Regions from separate parts of the Muntiacus reevesi genome. Here region 1 is linked to region 2. A link is a contact called in public Hi-C data. All regions are on one chromosome and are shown on one strand. The core of a region is the stretch at or near the end of the contact, and the rest is flanking DNA. Distances in the headings are between cores, read along the strand shown. Region 1 holds the start of NAP1L4 (nucleosome assembly protein 1 like 4). Region 2 holds the start of NADSYN1 (NAD synthetase 1).

Region 1 (4,727 bases), core at 1,667-4,166, 310 kb before region 2:
TCACAGGCTGTAATGCACTGATGAACACATACCAACTCTAAGCCCTCAATTTCTATGAAATCATGATCTCAGATTAAAATCTCTCAACAAATAATATCACAGAAGGGTCTGATAATCTAAATGGTCAATTCACAAAACTACAGTATCTGTACACTTTTAGAGGGCAACAATCCTAAAACCTAAGTATCCTTTCCAGAATTCAGTTTACTAAACCTATCAAACCAAAAGTGATAAAATCAACTATTGCAAAGAATTCAATTTCTCCAATCACTATTCTATACAGTATTTTCAAAAATAATGCAAAAGTCACAAAAGTATTTAGATGCTAATTTGAAATACAAAGGCACAAATAACAGTGGACATTCTGAATTAGTAACACGGGTCAAAAAAAGACTGCAAAGTAGTACAGGTGTTAAGAGCACTACAGTGTTGAAATTATTTTATATAATTATAAATAACTATTTTGAGAATAATTATTCTCATCATTCCATGAGAAGAGACCTCAATCTTCCAGTGAAAGCTTTCCTAAAAACTTAAAACAGTCACATTTTACCTATAAAATGATCTCCCTTTGTCACTATAATTCTATAGGAAATTAAGTCTTGCAATGGTATTTTTATTGATCAAGTCTTCAGTCAATCCTTCCAAATCTCAGAATAGGATACTTTACCTTCAAAAGATGAAAGAAAAAAATTTCCGTTACAAAACAAGTTAAAAAAAAGCAGCTAATAAACTGAGAAAATTCATTTTCTAGCATTTCTTTCTCCTGGCAACTCTACCTTAACAAGTTAACCACTAATAGATAACACTAATGTTTAAGCCACCTTCCTCTACTTCAGCACTCACTCAATCTTTTAAATATATTCCTACTCGTAACATCAACTTTCTTTCTTGGAAAGTCTTTTTTATGTTAGCATATTATTTATCCCACTACCTATCATTAATCACTGTCTGTAATCATTGCCAGATTCTACTATGGAAAGCACTTAGCATTCTGTGGAATCACAGAATCTGGAGCTGGAAATAATCAACCAGCTTAAATCCTCAAAAGCTAGACTTCAGTTAGGCTCAGGGCAATAATAAAAACAACTTATTAAGACTGTTCATCCTCTCTACAGAGAAGCTGTAATGTTAGGCAAAGTTCCCAGGTGGCTCACTGGTAAAGAATTCACCTGCCAATGCAGGAGACGCGGGTTCAATCCCTGGTCTGGGGAGATCCCACATGTCGTGAAGCAACTAAGCCAGCGCGCCCCAACTACTGAGCCTGTGCTCTGGAGCCCAGGAAGCACAACAACGAAGCGCGTGCCCAGAGCCCCAGCTCCACAGCAAGAGAAGTCAGTGCAGTGAGAAGCCCGCCCACGCCCCTCACTAGAGAAAGCCTTGTGCAGCAATGAAGGCATGGTAGGCCTAAACAAATTTAAAAAAAAAAAAAAAAATTTTTTTTTAAACAAAACAAAACTGCTTGCATTTTAACCCAAGTTCTGTCACCCTGCACACACCACTTTACTTAACCCTCTCAGGGCCTCAAGCTTCCTGAGTGGTTACAGGGGAAAAGAACAGTGCTTATCTCAAAAGTCACTAGACTTCTGAAATGAGTCAACATAGGCCAAGAGACCTAGTGTGTAGGACAACTATTAATCACTTAAGAGGAACAGTTATTTTAAAAACAAGACAGCAATTTTAAAGACAACTTTTACGTTCAACGACTCATTCTGAGAACTTTCAAGTGCCTATTCTAATACTTCGCAGCGTTGCTGTCGTTGTTCAGGGCCTTGGTTGTGCTCAACTTTTTGCGACCCCGTGGAATGTGGCCCACCAGGATCCCCTGACCGTGGGATTTCCCAGATGAGAATACTGGAGGGAGGTTCCCGTTTCCTTCTCCAGGGGATCTTCCGGACCGGGGATCGAGCCGGGGCCTGCTGCACGGACAGGTGGGTTCTTCATCACTGAACCACAGGGACAGGTAACGGGGCGGGGGGGGGTCCACATGAACCATCGGACCGCAGACAAGGGAGGGTACGACCGGCCAGGAACACGACCCCCGCCTTCTTCGGGGCCCAAAAGGCTTCATGCTGAACCCAAACTCGGAGTCACTGCGGACGGTGGGAAGTCTGATCGCGACTGGACAGCCCTCTGCTGGGACGCACAGAAAGCATTCGGGAAACAGGACTGGGGAGGGAGGGAAACGGGGCCAGGCAGTCAGGTTCCAACAGGCAGCCCGCTGTGACTGCCTTCACCATCTCCGGACGCGCCGGGCTCGTCGGCCGGCCGCGCTTCGCCGCCTGCAGGATGACGCGGCCGCGCCGGCCCGTCCGGTTCGCGGCGCCGCCCGGCCCCGACGACCGCCAGGGTCACTCAAAGTGCTGCCGCGCCAGCAAACCCGGGCCCGGAGTCCGCGGCGGCCGCGAATCGCGGTCGCTCCGCCCCGGGGAAGGGCTCTGGGGCCGAAAACAAAGGCCCCGGGCGGCTCCGCGTCCCCCCGGGCACTCGCGGCCCGGCCCGCGGCCTCAACCTCCCCCGGGACGTGGCAGGGCCAGCGGGCGGGCGGGCTGGCGGGGGCCGCGCGGGAACAAAGCGCTCCTGACTCGGGCCGCGCGGACACCTGCCGCCGCCTCCCGGGCCCCGCCCGCTTCCCCACGGGCTCCGCTCCGGCCCGCACGCTCCCCGCTCCGGACGCTCTGGGCCCGGCCCCGCCCCTGGCGCCGCGGCTCCCCGACACGGCCCCCTGCGCGGCCCCCGCCAGCCCGAGCCCGGCCCCGGCCCCGGCCCCGGCCCCGCCGGCCCCCACAGACGCGTTACCCGGCCGAGCCCTCGCCGCCGCACCTCACGCCTCCTGCGGCAGAAGCGGCAGCCGTCTGGGCTTCACTCGCTCCGGGACTGCGCCGCCGTGTCCGCTAACAACGCCGCCGCCCATTGGCCGAGTTCGCTGTCACCGCCCTCCTCGAGCAAAGCGGGCTGCTATTGGACCAGAGCGGCGCAAATCCGCTAGGATTCGGCACCGCCAGCGATGGCCAATCGGAGGCCGTCCCGGAGACGCGGCGCCTAGACCCACGCGCTCATGCAAATAAGGGCGTGTGACGTCACCGGGGCGCGCGCCCGCGTCCTTCCGCCTCTTTAAGGGGCAGGGGCGCGAGAGGCCCACGTGGAGAACGCTCACTGCTGCGCATTCGTCTTTGCAACCCGGCGCCTTCCCTTTTGCCCCCGCCCCCCCACCTGCGCAGTGCACTCTCCACCCCAATCGCCCAATCCCTGACCTGTGCAGCCCCCCACCCCCGACTCGGGCGCACCCCTCTCCCCTCCCCAGCACCCCGGGGGCCTGGGCAGTGGATAGGATTCCTCCCTCGCCCCATGGTACCCCGGGTTGAGCTCAACTCGCAGGAACGCGCGCTGACCCCGCCGACCTCCGCGATCCCCTAGCCCAGGCCTACCCCCTCAGGCCCCCAGGCTCGTCCTGCCTGCAGGGCTTGGAGCGTGGAGTCCCCTCTTCCTTCCCCACCCTACGCCGCACACTCATGGGCTCTCCCAGGACAGCGCCCAGGCCCGCGTGCCCAGCGTCTCAGGCTGGTTCTGGCCTGGCTGACCGCCCCCCGCCCCGCCCCCGACCTGAGGAAGGGCTGGGCCGCTGGGGCTGGTACCGACCCCGGCCTCCCCACCACACACTTCAGGAGAACTTAAGCGCTGGAGTGAGATGAGATGACAGTTAGGTGGAAACCGACATCCCACAGGCCCCGGCTTCTGAGTGTGTTTCTGGGCGCTCTCTTCAGTTGAGGGATCGTTTTTGTCCCTTTCTTCTGAAACTTTACTTTTTTTGAATGAGGCTCCTCCTGAAACGGTTCTAACTTTGAGCAAGTTTTATGAGGGGAATGTTGGAAACCATCTAGAGGCTCCTGTTGGAGGGACTATTAAGGACATACAGTCAGTAACCACAGGGTGGCTAGCGGGTGCCCAGGTGTGACCCCCAACGCGGGGACCTGCATCTGTATTGGGAGCAGGTATGGGATCCCAAGCCTTACTTGGCTTTTCTGACTTTTCTGCAGTGACCTTGCTTTGCTTTTGGTAAGGATGGGGCAGAGCTGGGGGAGGAGGCATAAACTGCAACAGAAAAGAACCCCAGAATTTTCAGGTTTAGGGGTCTTCCTCCTCCTGTTTAATAAAGACTCATATTCACGAGGCCACTGAGTCTGGCCCTGCCCAGATGTTGGGGGTTGGTGCAGGTGGCAGGGAGCTGATGGAGTGCCCTCCCCCCACCACCACATCAGCACTAGTTGGTTGAGCAGGCTGTGGGCTGACCGCTGGACCTGGTCCTTGCTCCACTGACTGCAGTGAGGCAGCCTGTCCTTCCCCAGGTCACTTTAGTGAATTGGTGGGAAGGTGGACGACCTTGTCCAAAGCCTTTCTGTTGGTAGCAGGACTGAGAATGCTGTCCCAACTTCCTGTGGCTGCCACAACAGAGGAACACAAACGGTGGGGCTTACAAAACACAACCACCTTGTTCTGGAGGCAGGAAGGCAGGATCAAGGTGTCACAGGGCTCAGTTCCCTCCAGGGGACTCCCGGGGAGGATCCTTCCTGCCTCTTTCAGCTTCTGGAGGCTCCGGGCTGTGGCTGCATCTGATGGCCTTCTCTGTCTCCATAGATCTTCTTTAAAAAATAAAATCAACCCAAAGCAGGGGTTTAATTCCTAATGGATTGATGAAGTGACATTTTCCAGTAAAAGAAGATGAAGAT
Region 2 (4,585 bases), core at 1,270-3,769:
GAAGCGTCCTTACACGAGACGGAAGGAAAACCAGCGGAGAAGAGGCAGGGGTGGGGGGCTGGAGGGGTGCAGTCACGAGACGAGGAGCTGGGGGTCAGGAGCTGGAAGAGGCAGGAAGGACCCTCCCCTAGAGCCCTGGAGGAAGCAGGACCCTACCCACACCTTGATTTTGGACTTCAGGCCTCCTGAACTGTGAAAAGAATAAATTTCTGCTGTTTTAAACCATCCAGTTTGTGAAACCATAGTATAATAGCCCCTGAAAAAAACTAATACAATGCTCAGTGAGGTCCCAACATGGGCAAACTGGGTTGAGAGTAATTTTTCAGTGCAGGGGTCCCAGTAATGAAATGTAGAGTATTTGTAAACTACTTTTATTTTTTTTTTTAAATATTTATCTATTTATATATTTGACTGTGTAGGGTCTTAGTCGCGGCAGGTGCGATCTTTCGTTGCAGTTTGCGGGCTCTAGGGCTCAGTAGCTGGGGCACAGGCTTAGTTGCCCCGAGGCATGTGGGATCTTGGTTCCCCAACCAAGGATCGAACCCACATCCCCTGCCTGGGAGGGCAGATTCTTAACCACTGGACCACCAGGGAAGTCCCTGTAAGCTACTTTTAAAACTTCAAAAAGTCCTTCACACTCACTACATAGCAAAAGTGATGTTAAAATGCCAAGCAAACTTTGCTGACATGAGCACTAACCTCCAAAGTGGCCTTTGTCATTCTTAATGCCTGGAGGAGCATTCCTCTGGGCCTCTGGTTCTGATGAGGAGGAGAGCCTGGTTCTTAGATGAAAATGAGGTCAGTGAGATGCCCTGTGTGGGATCCAGACCTGGGATGCCCTTTCCTCTCCAAGGATAGACTCCTGCTCAGAGCTTGTCACTACCTCAGCTCCTAGGCCACGTGTGAGACCAAACACCAATGCAAGGCCAGACGTCCAGCCAGCTTTGACATCGGCCCTGGACTGGGAAAAGTCAGCCTCTCTATGATCTCCTGTGTTACTCAACGTAGGAATCCAGGATCACCCAGGCAGGCTGGCCTGCTCTTGTCCAAGGGCATCAAGCAGGCCCACTCACGGGGCTTCTGACTGTCTGCTAGGTGGGCCTGCGTGTTTGGTTCTCAATCCCAGCCTCTCCTTCCTTGCCCTTTCAGCTGGGGGGAGCGATACAGAGGCTTCTACCTGCCCACCCTAGGGTGTCTATGCACTCTGCTCTCACCAGATTTCCAGTTCTGGTCCAAGCCTGTATCTTGCTCCTCTGTGTTTGGCAATTTCAATACCTACATGCACAAAGAGAGAGAGAGAGAAAGAAAGGCAATTTCAGCACCTACAACTGATCCAAAGGAGGTAGATTCAACCTTCTGCTGCTGCTGGTGTCACAAAAAAACCAAAGGGCATCTCCCAGCCCCTGCTGACACACGCAGGAAGTGAGACAGAGGCGGGGCCTGCAGGGCTGAGCCTGAGCACCAAGGAGGAGGGCAGGGGTGGGGCTGGGGGAGTCACACACTGGTAGCTCATTAACAATCAGACAGAGAGGACCCTGTGCAGGGAGAAGGCAGGACCTGAAGGCACCAGTGACAGGTACCATCTGCCTCTGGGTTTGAGCAGCAGCTTCCAGATGCAGTCTGGGGAGGAGAGGCCGGCTGAGTGGACGCACAATTCTGGCCACCCGAGATGACCTCTCATCAACTAGATTTGCTCTGAGCTCTGACGAAGGGAAAGCAGGTTGAGATTGAAAAAAATAAGAGAAAGAAGGCCCAAGGCACATGGCTGATATAAGGCACCCTCACCTGAATCACCCTGTTTTTACTGTGGTTAGTGGCCCTGCTGCAGGAGGCAACTGAGCTTGGCTAGCCTGCCGACCGCCCAGAGCAGCCCCACTTCAGGTGTAGAGGTCAACGGTGCAAACTTCCACTCCCAAAGGTGAGCTGGTACAGGTGATAACTGTACACGGACCCCGTCACACACACACAACGACCACACCTGGTCTCTAAGCTGGTGGCCTCACCCCTGTTCCACTTCCCTCTCTGGACTGGATTCTGCTCTATAAATGCCACGTGGGACCCCAGAGGTACCCGAGGACAGGCTCACTCCAGCCTGCTCATCTCCACCTCCAGGGCCAGACTTTTCTTACCAAGTGTACATACCACATGCCCCAGACACTGTAACCCACCCCACCCCCCACCTCACTCAGGACACAGGCGTGGTCATGAGATAGGTTATCTTATCTGTCCCCATACCCATGGCCGCGAGTTTCTCCGGAGCAAGGCTGCGTATGCGTCACAGCAAACCTGGGTGACCAGAGCTGACCTTCGCCTGTCCACCCCACGCCGGCCCTAGACTCACTTTTTAAAATCCTTTGCAAATTGCCCTCAAAGTCTAGGGCCCACTGGTTGAGCGCACAGGTAGCCACAGTCACCTTCCGCCCCATCCTGGCTGCAGACGCCTGGGCAAAAAGGCCGGCCGGATAGTGGGACTTTGTGTCCTGGGGAGAGAGGCGGCCGCGGCTCGGGTCCTTCCGGGTTGTCCCTGCAGGGACAGGCCCACAATGCCGCAGCGTCTCGCCCCGCCCCTGATGGCCCCGCCCCTCGGGACTGGACGTCAGAGGCCATGGCGACAGGCCCCGCCCCCGGACCGCCCCGCCCCTCGGGACTGGACTTCAGAGGCCCTGGCGACAGGCCCCGCCCCCGGATCGCCCCGCCCCGTCCTGGGTCGCCCCGCCCCGCAGGCGAAGCGAGGCCGGGACTGGACCTCCGAGCCAGCGACGACAGGCCCCGCCCCCGGATCGCCCCGCCCCGTCCTGCGTCGCCCCGCCCCGCTGGCGGAGGGAGGCCGGGACTGGACCTCCGAGCTAGCGACGACAGGCCCCGCCCCCGGCCGTCCAGTCCCCGCTCCGCCCCGCCGGTGGAGCTCCGCGCCGCGCCTGCGCGGGGGGAGGCCCGCCGAGCGGCCTGGGGCCGGCGGGAATCCGCCCCCGGTATCTCTGCCGGCGCCCGCCTGACGCAGACCCAGGCAGGTGGGACCATCTCCGGGTTCTGGATCGCAGGTGGAGGGGCCGGCCGGGCCGCGTGCCTCCATCCCTCTATCTCATTCCACACCTCCCCGCAAACTGCGTCTTAACAGTCCTGTAGGGGTACCCCGCCCAGCGTCAGTTACGTTCCTTTTCGTTATTGCTGCGCTTCGGCACTGCTCGGTAGGACTAAAGCACACTTTATCGGTTCATCCCCGGCGGGCATTTAAGTGAGCAGCCCCGTGCCAGCGCACACGCGCTTGAACACACACGCACGGCTACTTCCGTTCCTATGTTCATCTCCTTGGAGGGCACCTGTAGTTTCTTTGCATCTACGGTTGCCAGTTTCCCCTGGGGCTGCAGCTATCTGCGCCTCCCCAGACGCCTGACCTGGGTTATGCATATGTGCAACTTTACTAAATGTTGCTCAATTTCCTCTGTAGCGTTTGAACCTGTTCACTACCGGTAGTTTTTCAGCTTTTGTTTTCACATTTCACCCTTTAGTCCCCTTAGGGGACGAATTCATTTTTTTCCCTCCAAATGAATAAGCAGCTGACTGGCTATCTTTGATAGAATAGGCACTCTTTTCTCCCGGTTTTTATACATATACATTTTTACATTTGAAACAAACTTGTTTCCTATTTATAAAGTTAGACTTGTTCATGATAGACAATTTGGAAATCTCAGAAAAGAATGAAAATGTTTATATGTTCATTCATTTAATTCTAACTTTGACCCTTTGGGGGATAGTTTTCTTTGCCAGAAACACCTCAATCCTTTTCAGTTACCTCAAATCTCTCCTGCCAACCATGGCTGCAGATGGTGACTGCAACCATGAAGTTAAAAGACGCTTGCTCCTTGGAAGAAAAGCTATGCCCAAACTAGACAGCATATTAAAAACCAGAAGCATTACTTTACCAACAAAGTTCCATCTAGTCAAATCTATGTTTTTTCCAGTAGTCATGTATGGATGTGAGAGTTGGAGTATAAAGAAAACTGAGGGCTAAAGAACTGATGTTTTTGAACTGTGGTGTTGGAGAAGACTCTTGAGAGTCCCTTAGACTGCAAGGAGATCCAACCAGTCCATCCTAAAGGAGATCAGTCCTGAATATTCATTGGAAAGACTGATGCCGAAATTGAAACTCTAATACTTTGGCCACCTGATGCGAAGAACTGACTCATTTGAAAAGACCCTGATGCTGGGAAAGATTGAAGGCAGGAGGAGAAAGAGGATGACAGAGGATGAGATAGTTGGATGGCATCACCATGTTGAATGGACATGAGTTTGAGCAAGCTCCACGAGTTGGTGATGGACAGGGAAGCCTGACGTGCTAGAGTCCATGGGGTCGCAAGGAGTCGGACACGACTGAGCGACTGAACTGAACCATGGCAGCTTCTAGGCCTTAGCCAGGAATGGAGCAAATCCTACAAAGTCTGGTTGGAGTGGAAACCAAGCACACTCTTTCATAACGATGTGAGCATGTTGTTTGATAAACAGAGTCGGTTTGGAGGGGTTCCTGCTGGCCAATTATGGGACAATTTGAATATCCAAAGGTAATGACTTTTTTTAAAAAAGGTAA

Evidence for each region. Hi-C and Micro-C count contacts between places; a contact is called where the count stands out from the background.
Region 1: a contact with region 2 is called in a Hi-C map of muscle, with 4 times the contacts expected there. The contact joins the promoter of NAP1L4 here to the promoter of NADSYN1 in region 2. A contact is called at or near these places in 2 of 3 Hi-C or Micro-C datasets (blood and muscle).

The regions. Positions count from the first base shown.
Region 1 is chr5:46,233,386-46,238,112 of mMunRee1.1, reverse strand. NAP1L4 (nucleosome assembly protein 1 like 4) reads right to left here and starts at 2,916. Exons shown (of 16, transcript XM_065938004.1): 1 at 2,824-2,916.
Region 2 is chr5:45,918,204-45,922,788 of mMunRee1.1, reverse strand. It overlaps NADSYN1 (NAD synthetase 1), which reads right to left and starts at 2,519. Exons shown (of 21, transcript XM_065937988.1): 1 at 2,342-2,519; 2 at 1,215-1,275. The coding sequence starts at 2,426.